Regions from separate parts of the Bos taurus genome. Here region 1 is linked to region 2. Evidence: chromatin contacts called from public Hi-C data. All regions are on one chromosome and are shown on one strand. Each heading gives the region's core, a stretch centred on a gene start, on an enhancer-like site or on the middle of the called end of the contact. The rest is flanking DNA. Distances are from core to core; before and after follow the strand shown.

Region 1 (4,881 bases), core at 1,909-4,408, 240 kb before region 2:
CATAATAGCTGTTAAAAACAGTGTTTTTGAGTCTTAGCTGTCTTTAATTTTTTGGTATTCAACTTATGAAACTTTCATCCTGATAGTCACTATATAAAAGAATCAGTTTCCCCTATGATAAAACTAAACCATGCTATTTTTAACAATAATGTATTATATAAGAGTATATATTATGTCAATTATTACTTAAGTAATTAATTTCCAAGATGTCACAGGTTGGGTTTTCCAGAAACAGATGCTGAGATAGAGTTTTGATGTGTAGGGTTTTTATTAGAGACTATCATCTGTGGAAAGGAGATGGAAGAAGTGGAATTTCTTGAAGGAAAGGGTCAAACTACAATGCAGACTAATAACAACAGCCCTGCAGAGAGCTCTGGAGCAGAAATGACCGTCAGAGTGGTACCAGGTTGGGCTGAAATGGCTGGGCCTCTGTCTCTGACCACGATCGGTCAATGGATGTGGGTCCCCCAGGAAGAGCATGCACTTGGCCAAGTCAGCCCATGGCTGATGAGACAAGCAGGATATGGTGACACTAGCGTCTCTCCCCAGGATCTGAGAACAAGAACTTTGCCTCTCCCTCTGCACGTCAGTTTCTTGAATGACAGCGGGAAGACAGCAGTGATCAAAATGCAGCTATAGTTATGCTTTAAGCTTAACTTTCTACCAAGTCTTTAACAAGAGCTGGTTAATTCTTTAAAAAAATTTTTATAGTATTTTAGATGAGTTCTAGGTTCATAGCCCCCACATACACAGATTCTCCCCACGTCCATATCCCACACCAGATGGTACATGTATTATTATCAGTGCACCTGTGCTGACATCATTGTCATCCAAAGCCCCTAGTTCATGTTCGGGTTCACCCTTGGTATCGTACCTTCTGAGTTCAGGTAAACGTATGATGACATATACCCACTGCCATAGTGTCACGAAAAGTCTCTCTGCCGTAAAGTCCTCTGTGCCCTGCTGATTTTTCCCTCCCTCCTCCTCAGCTTCTGTCAAGTACAGGGCCGTTTGCTATCTCCATTGTTTTGCTTTTTCCTGAATCTCGTACAGCTGGAATCATACAGCCTCACCACAGTGGCTTCTTTCAGTTAGTAATATACCCTAAGATTCCTCCACATCTTCGTGATTTGAGACCTCATTTCTTTTTAGTGCTGAGTAATATTTCAGTGTCTATATGGACCACAGTTCATTTATTCATTAGTTTATTGAAGGACATCTTAGTGGCTTCCAAGATTTGGCGATTATGAATAAAGCTGCCGTAAACATCTGCGTGCAGGTTTTTGTGTGGATGTACAGTTTCAGTTCGTTTGGGTAAATCCCACGGAGCACAACTGTTGGGTCATATGGTAAGAGCACATTTAGTTTTATAATAAAAGGACAAACTGGCGACTGCACCCTTTTATAATCCCACCAGCACCCAATGAGACTTTTTGTTGTTCCACAGCCTCGTCAGCACTTGGTGGTGCCAGTGGGTTGGATTTTGGTCATTGTAATATGTGTGTAGTGCATTAATTCTCCTTTAATTAAAATTTTCTGACGTTATCACATATTTCAAAGACTTTCTAATTTTAAGTCTTTGAGTAATAAAACCCTGAGAAAATTAAGCTGCTTCAATAGCAACTAGTTTTTGAGTACTACAACCAGGTCTACCTGGATGAAAAGACTGTTGTGTGTTTTTTTTTTTAATTATTTTCGGTAAATAATTGGAGAAGGAAATGGCAACCCACTCCAGTATTCTTGCCTGGAGAATTCCATGGACAGAGGAGCCTGGCAAGCTACAGTCTATGGGGTTGCAAAGAGTCAGACATGTCTTAGCAACTAAACCACCACCACCTAAAGTGGGCTTCCCTGATGACTCAGACTGCAAAGAATCTGCCTGCTAATTCGAGAGACCCAGGTTTGATCCTTGAGTTGGAAAGATCCCCTATATTGAAAAGATCCTCCAATATTCTTGCCTGGAGAATTCCATGGACAGAGGAGTCTGGCAGGCTACAGTCCATGGGGTCACGAAGAGTTAGATACAACTGAGCGACAAACACTTTGGTAAATCATAGATAAAAACAAAATATTAAACCAAGTGATGAAAAAACAGTATTTATTAATGTTGACATAAATATTTATGGGCTGGGATTACTTTCAATTCAAATACTAAAATAATTCTAAAGCTGTGTATCAAAATGACCAATTAATAGATAAAGTTGCTTTGGGTACAGGTTAAGTAAAACAAATTTAAAGACTGATTAGAATTCTTCATATTGATTTTTTCAAAAGATGCTTAAACTTGGCAGAGTTCTTTGGGAGTACAGGTAGAATCTGAAATATTGAGAAAAACAGCAAGATCCAGGGCTAGTGTGGTTATTGAATTTGGGGACTGTGGGTCTGCCTGGCGCAGGAATGGGATGCAGAGATGCTGACACTGACCTGGGTCTTGAAGGATGAAAAGACCCTTGGTTGTCTCTCTGTGCCAGCACTGATGTGGGGGAGGAAATCCAGGACTTGGAATCCAGGTTCCTTACTGACCTCTCCACTGATCAAGAAAAGGTTGCTTGTAGAACTTTAACAGCATCTCTAGCATTGCTCTTTAAAAAAAAAAAAAAAATCCAAACTATTTTCTAGATTTTTTTTCCCCAAAATAGGGCAGATCTGCAAAGATGGAAAGAAGAGGAAATACTAAAAATAACTTTCCCCAATTAGTGATAGCCAAACACATATGGTAAGATGGAAATAGTTTCCAATCGCCCAAAGCAGAACTGTGAATTCCCCAAGCACAGTGGGTAATTAGAAACAGCCCTGACATTCTCAAGGTGCAGTTGGGACAATGCAGTCTGACCTGGTAGGGACTCCGAGCATCACCTCCACGCAGACATGGACTGACGTCAGCTGACTCTGAAACCATTTATATGTGTTATTTTATTTCACAAAGGCCTGGGTGCTGGCTTTCTTCTTGGAAAGTCAGAAATCCTGCATCTCAAAATAGAGATTCTAGGGCTGGAATGTGGTCAGGATTGCACATCTCCTGAAGCCCAGAGGCAGGGGCGCGGCCGTCTCTTCTCAGCTGGCAGGGTTTTGTTTTCCACTGTGGTGGGGAGGGGCGTGGAGGAGAGCCACCTGTGTGGGCGGTGGCACCAGGGGAGGGCGCTGAGGCTGCCAGGACAGCCTGGAGGTGCGTCACTCTGGGCTTTGGCCCAGATGACCAGCTGGTTACCCAGCCTTGGCGATTGGGCTGCCACCCAGCCAGCTGGCCGGGGCCACCTGCCAGGCCTGCCTCCCCAGGCGGGGAGGGTCGGCAGCTATGACCACTGGGGCTGCCAGACCACCAGACGGGGAGGCAGGCAGCCTGCCCCCACCCCGACGGCAGGGTTGCCAGCCACCCTTTGTCCTTTGATGGTCCCCAACACTCACTTCTCTTTCCCCACTCTCCTATTCCCAGTGCATTTCAACCAGCACAAACCTGTGAGTGGTGGTTGGTGAAATACCACATTGCTCTGTACAGGTCAATGGCCAGTGACCGTGCCCGAGGGTCCCTTACCGCCGGGCATGTCTCCAGGGCCTCCAGGGCTTCCCCAGAGTCCCATCGGTCAGATAGGTCTGCGTCCAACCCGCTTGGTTGTTCAATGTTGTGAACCTGATGTCTGCCCACAACCGTAATCGCTTTCTTTTCCTTTCTTCCACTGACTCTTATTTTCCTATCTTGTTCACTCACTCAGTCATGTCCAGCTCTTCGTGAGCCCGTGGACTGCAGCCAGCCAGGCTTCTGCGTCCTTCACTATCTCCTTCAGTTTGCTCAGACTCATATCCATTGAGTTGGTGATGCCATCCAACCAACTCATCCTCTGCCGCCCCCTTCTCCTCTTGCCCTCAATCATTCCCGGCATCAGGGTCTTTTCCAGTGAGTTGGCTCTTCACATCAGGCTGCCAAAATACTGGAGCTTCAGCGTCAGCATCAGTCCTTCCAATGAACACTCAGGGTTGATTTCCTCTAGGATTGACTGGTTTGATTTCCTTGATATCCAAGGGACTTTGGAGAGTCTTCTCCAACACCACAGTTTGAAAGCATCAGTTCTTTGGTGCTCAGCCTTCTTTATGGTCCAGCTCTCACTGTTTTGGCCGCCCTCCTCATCCCACGTTCCAGTGAATGACCTGCAGCCGAGGATCCTTTCTCTCAGAACTCTGGGCTTGCTCCTCTCCTCCTTCTGAAGGACAGGACACCGCCTTCCTCTGCCTCATCCTGCAACCCCTCCTCCTCTGCCCATGGGGTTCTGATCAATCTCATCAGGGACAGCTAGGCCGACCTGCCCGGGGGGAGGGGCCCTGCAGACGTCACACGGCCAGACCCCCCAGGTTCTGAGACTTGTTTCCCCTGGTGCCTCTACTCAGCCTGCTCAAGACTGAAGCACCTGGACTGACCTCTTTACTCCCCGCCATTCGTCGTTTCACCTAAAACTTGTAAACCAAGGCTGACTGATCCGGGTTGGGCTGGCATCCACACTGCCTACAGCTCCCTCTTTGGATGTAACAACCTCCTGGTCCCTGAAGCCACCGTGGTTTCGCAGTGGATGGGTGAACATACCTGTGTGGAGGATCCACTGAGCATGGGATTCCGTGTGTATAAGGCAGCGGAGGCCACGCCCCCACAGACCTCGAGTTTCTGGTTCAGAGAAAGAGAAGCATGATCTGAAGGCAGGGGTCGGGGTAAAAAAATGGGATGAGGGAGAGAAACAGGCGTCCTGGTAGGGGGAGCTGTCCCCTTGGCTGGGGGGTGATGAGGGGAGGGTCCTGGGCCTGGGGAGGGGCCCAGGGGAATCAGAGTCCTGGCTTTGTAACTTCACTCTGCCTCAATTCCTCCAGCTCTAATATGGACAGAATCATGCCTGCCTC
Region 2 (4,566 bases), core at 701-3,200:
ATTCATAGGTCGAAACAGCACAGCAGTGCAATTTGAGTTTCCACGAGTGAGTTGCATTTGCTTTCTGTGCAGCAGTTAATGCTAAATTCTCAAGTTACAATATGACGTGAAGCTTGTGTGAGTGTAAAGACCTCTGTCTCCGCAGGAAACAGAGCATTTCTTCAAAGACTTCGCAGGGCTGTGGTTTACGAGTGTCTGGGTATCCATCCACACGCCTACAGCTCTGCACAGGCCCTGCTCGCTCTTCTTCCCTTTTCTCCCTCGCTCCCTGCTCCTGCCCCTACTTTCATTTTTTTCTGGCCAGACACGTTTATTGTCAGGGTCACTGAATGTCTGCTCCGGGTCAGAGACGTTTACAGAAACTGAAACTGCCCTTGCTCTCAAGTGCTCTCCAATTGTTTTTTTTCTTTTTTAGATTTTTAAATTTTTAATGTGGGCCATTTTTTAAAGTCTTTATTGAACATTACAATATTGCTTCTGTCTTATGTTCTGGATTTTTGGCCATGAAGCATGTGGGATCTTAGCTCTCCGGCCAGAGATCAAACCTGCACCCTCTGCATTGGAAGGTGAAGTCTTAACCACTGGACCACCTTGGATTTTCACATATGGATTTGCTTTGAGTCCACAGGTCTGATAACATCCAAGAGACCCACCCAGGAAGCCACGTCGAATCTGAGGCACCCAGAAGCCAGCTCAGGGCCACCTGAGTCGCCACAGTCCCCGCCGGGCTGTGTTCCGTTCTCGCCAGGCAGTCTGTCGAAAGTTTTTTTTTTCAAGGCTTCTCCTTCCGGAAGCTGGTCCTGTCTGAACCTGCAGGCAGTCAGGCTCCAGGAGCGAGGAGCTCACCAGCCTCCAACTCCAGAGCGGATGGTAAGGTGCACTGCGTTTTGTCAAAGTCCACCAAGAGTACACCTGGCGAATCAGTGGTGTGATGTTCAGAAACTGCATAGCTGGTCTGCGGTGGCAGGGGTCAGAGAGGGACGAGCCGTCCAAAACCAAGCGTGAGAAATGCCTTTACAGGAGAGCCGAGCGCGGAGACCAACCCAGGGCTGAGAAATACCGCCCGGGATGAGGGAACGTGGGAGCCAGGGTGGAGGAAATACATCTGAGCTGCCGTGCAAGGAGTAAGCAAGCTTCCCGCCACCAGAGCACGGGGGAGCCTGGGCCTTTGTCACCACTCAGCCCCCAGACCATCCTGAGAGTCCTCCTCTGTGCCATGGGCTAGGTATGCCTGCCTGTGCCATCTAGGGCTCACGTAGGGCTCATGTAGGGCTCCTGACTGCGGGTGGCAAGAAGTGTCGCAGAGGGACCAGGGGACACTGAGTGCGCTCACAGAGGGGCCTCAGAGGACCTGGGGCACAGTGCGGGCAAGGGCGGCCAGGCGGCCAGATCCAGGCCTGGCAACGGCACTAACCCATTGGGTGAGTCCCCAACAGGGACTCGTCCTCTTTTTGGCCCCAGATGCGGGGGGATACGTACCCTCCCAGCCAGTGTTTGTCTCTGGCAGGCCCCTACGTATATGATCTTGAAGTGAAAATGAAAGTTGCTTCAGTCATGTCTGACTCTTTGCGATCCCATGGACTGTAGCCTGCCTGGCTCCTCTGTCCATGGGATTCTCCAGGCACGAATATTGGAGCGGGTTGCATTTCCTCCTCCAGGGGATCTTCCTGACACAGGGATCAAGCCCATGTCTCTTGTGTCCCTTACACTGGCAGGTGGCTTCTTTACCACCAGTGCCACCTGGCATCCTTATAATCTCATTTAATAGTAAATCGACACTTTGGGGAACTGAGTGAATTTTCCAAATTCATGGTTCCTGAGTGGCTGAGAACTACCACCAAGCTCTGTCGAGTCCAGGGCCTTTTCCTAATTAGTTGGTGGACGTGCTGGGCTGGGCTGGTTTTGCCGTCCCCGAGTTGCACCAGCCCCAGCCACCCTGTCTCCAGCCGCCCCTGCTTCCCTCTGCAGCCTGGGAGGAAATTGAGTTTCAGTCTGAGACTGGCTATTAATCTCAGCATTGTTAGCAGCAAAGTCACATGAGGTGAAGTGTAAGGCCTTTTGCTTCCTGATCTATAAGTACCCAGACAGCGTCAATCAATAGCCATTTTATCTTCAGGTCAGAGCATCAGCTTCTGCCGCTGGGGCGGCACAGGACAACCTGTCCTTGGAAAGGCGACCTCCCTCCTTGATTGCTCCCCCAGCAGCCTCTGGAGTATCCCCAGTGACCAGCGCTGGCTCATGAGCTTACAAAGTAACAAAGTGGCTTACATGTGATCCATCCATGTTGTGTTCAAGGTGGTTGATAAGGAGCATTCAAGAGAGACACTGCACTGGGCCCCAGTAGGAACCCCTCCCTCAGAGAAACTATTATTTTGGCGAAACTGAGGCTGGAGACAGACGGGCCCCAGGCTGGGCAGCTGGGGTGGCCTCCCGTGGACAGAAACTCCCAAAGAGCAGGAGCAGCGAGGAGCCTTGTCCTGCCCAGGTAAGAGACAGAGACCATGTGCTCCTCACTGTCAAAGTCAAGGAGACCTCCCTGACTCCACATGTGCAGCGAGTCTCCTTGGATGTTGAAAGAGGGGGGCGCCACCCCATAGGAGGTGATGTCAACTACCCATAGCCCTCTTTACTGGCATCCACCTTGGCTGAGAGATGCACACACACAGGGGAGGACCCTGAGCTAAACCAAATACAGACTCAGAGCCAGGTGGAGCAAGATGACTGGCCAAAGGATACCCGGAAGAAATGCCCCACAAAAGTGATTTAAACCATCACGAGGGTGCAATGCTCTCTGAGCCTGCCTGGGGGTGTCTATCCACAGGTACCCTTCTTCCTCCTAATAAATATTTCACTTGTTTTACTACATTCTGTCTCCTTGTGGGCATTCATTTCTGCAAAGCTGAAGGCCCAGGGCGTTGTCACTGACCATTGGTCTAAAGGGCTAGGATTCTGAGCTCTTATTGCTGCTGCTGGACCTGGCTGGGACTGAATCTCTGGCTGGGAACTGAAGCTCTACTTCATGCTGCTGCAGGCCAAGGCCACCTGAGATGAAAACTACTATGGTTTAAGATGGCAAAATGTCAAAACATAATAAAAACTGCCCCTGCAAGTGAGGCACAAAATCAGTCCAGTTTTTCCCCCTCTACCTTCTTAGAGTCCTTCTCTCCTCTCCAGGCCCCCATCCCCCACCCCACCTCCAACAAGTGGTGACCATCATGGCTGCTTAAGGCTTTCCTTCTTTCGGATAAACTTACTCTGAGGACAGAGTGCTGACCGATTCCCTGCAGAGAAAAGACTCATCACTTTCTGTGGACCCTCACGCAGCCATGGGCTTCGCCCTGACAAGGAGCTGCCAAGACCAGTGTGCACAGAGCTGGCAGATCCAGCCAGGACTTGGGGGGCACTGAAAGGGTATGATTCTGGTAATGCCGAGGAGGGTCCCCAGGCTGGGCCCAAGTCCCAGGCCTGAGCAAGCACACTCTGGGCTAGCTGACTGGCAGGTTGCTGGTTGTCATGGCAGTGCAACCCCTGCCAAGGGTGGGGTCCCAGGACGAGGAAAAAGCCTGGCAGCTGCTAAGCAGAGGGGCAGGGGTAGGGGAGAGATGAAGGGCATGGTGGGCTTATCAGTCCCAAATGAGCTTCAAGTATCTGTAAGACTTCCAGTATTTTTTTTTCCTTAAGGAAGAATTCATAAAATTGTGATGATGAAAAATATTGCATGAATGGTGAAGAAAAGGAGACGTAAGAGAAAAACTTGAAAGGGACCAGGTGCTGGGTACTAAAAATGAAGGCGGGACAGTGAGAAAACCTCAGGGCACAACTTAAACCCTACCCAAGGAGCAAAGGCAAAGGAAAAAAGGAACTTGGATCTTTGGAGCCAAAGCCAAAAGGAAATGAGAGAGTCTGAGGCAGCTTGCTCAGCCTGCAGCCTGGGGCAGCATGTGACCGCGAGGGGCCAGGACTGACCTTGGCGATGACAAAGCCAGGCTTGTGACAGAGATGAAAGGGCCGTGGCCCCCTGCACCCAGGGACTCACCGGCTGCTTTGTATCAGTGCGGGTGATGCCTGGGGATTTTGCACTGCCTTCAACTTAAAGTATTTCTTCTTATGAACTCAGACCTTTCTTGCAATGTGAAAATGGCTTCAGTTTAAATGACAGCTTTAAACAGTCATCACAAATTATGCCAGGGTCAAAATGCATAAAAAGTGTCAGGCTGGTTTTGAGCCGTTTTGCTTTATTGTTGCTGCTGCTGCTGCTGCTGCTAAGTCACTTCAGTCGTGTCTGACTCTGTGCGACCTCATAGATGGCAGCCCACCAAGCTCCCCTGTCCCTGGGATTCTCCAGGCAAGAACACTGGAGTGGGTTGCCATTGCTTTATTGTTAGATGAGGCCAAACCTGCAGGTGTTCCTGCCTTTTATCAAGTCTGTTCTCCAAGCAACTGCTCGTATCCTCCAGGAGCTGGTCAGGTGGGTGAGTGACTGTCACTGCGGAAGGAACCGGGCCCCCGGGCAGCCTGCTGGACGCTGCAGACACTGGCTCTATAACCCGAGCCTGAGGGCACCCC

Evidence for each region. A called contact is a pair of places that touch in the nucleus more often than the background predicts.
Region 1: a contact with region 2 is called in a Hi-C map of liver, with 2.0 times the contacts expected there. The contact joins two enhancer-like sites. A contact is called at or near these places in 3 of 11 Hi-C or Micro-C datasets (liver, skeletal muscle and skin fibroblasts).

What each region holds. Positions count from the first base shown.
Region 1 is chr24:41,349,763-41,354,643 of ARS-UCD2.0, reverse strand. No RefSeq gene overlaps it. Among named protein-coding and RNA genes, the nearest start is that of NDUFV2, 63 kb to the left of the region's middle. Within about 2 kb of position 3,158, at least 7 of the 102 cell types and tissues checked have an H3K27ac peak or open chromatin away from gene starts, as enhancers often do. A contact at or near this core is called in liver, where this site is marked.
Region 2 is chr24:41,110,660-41,115,225 of ARS-UCD2.0, reverse strand. No RefSeq gene overlaps it. Among named protein-coding and RNA genes, the nearest start is that of MTCL1, 23 kb to the left of the region's middle. Within about 2 kb of position 1,950, at least 3 of the 102 cell types and tissues checked have an H3K27ac peak or open chromatin away from gene starts, as enhancers often do. A contact at or near this core is called in liver, where this site is marked.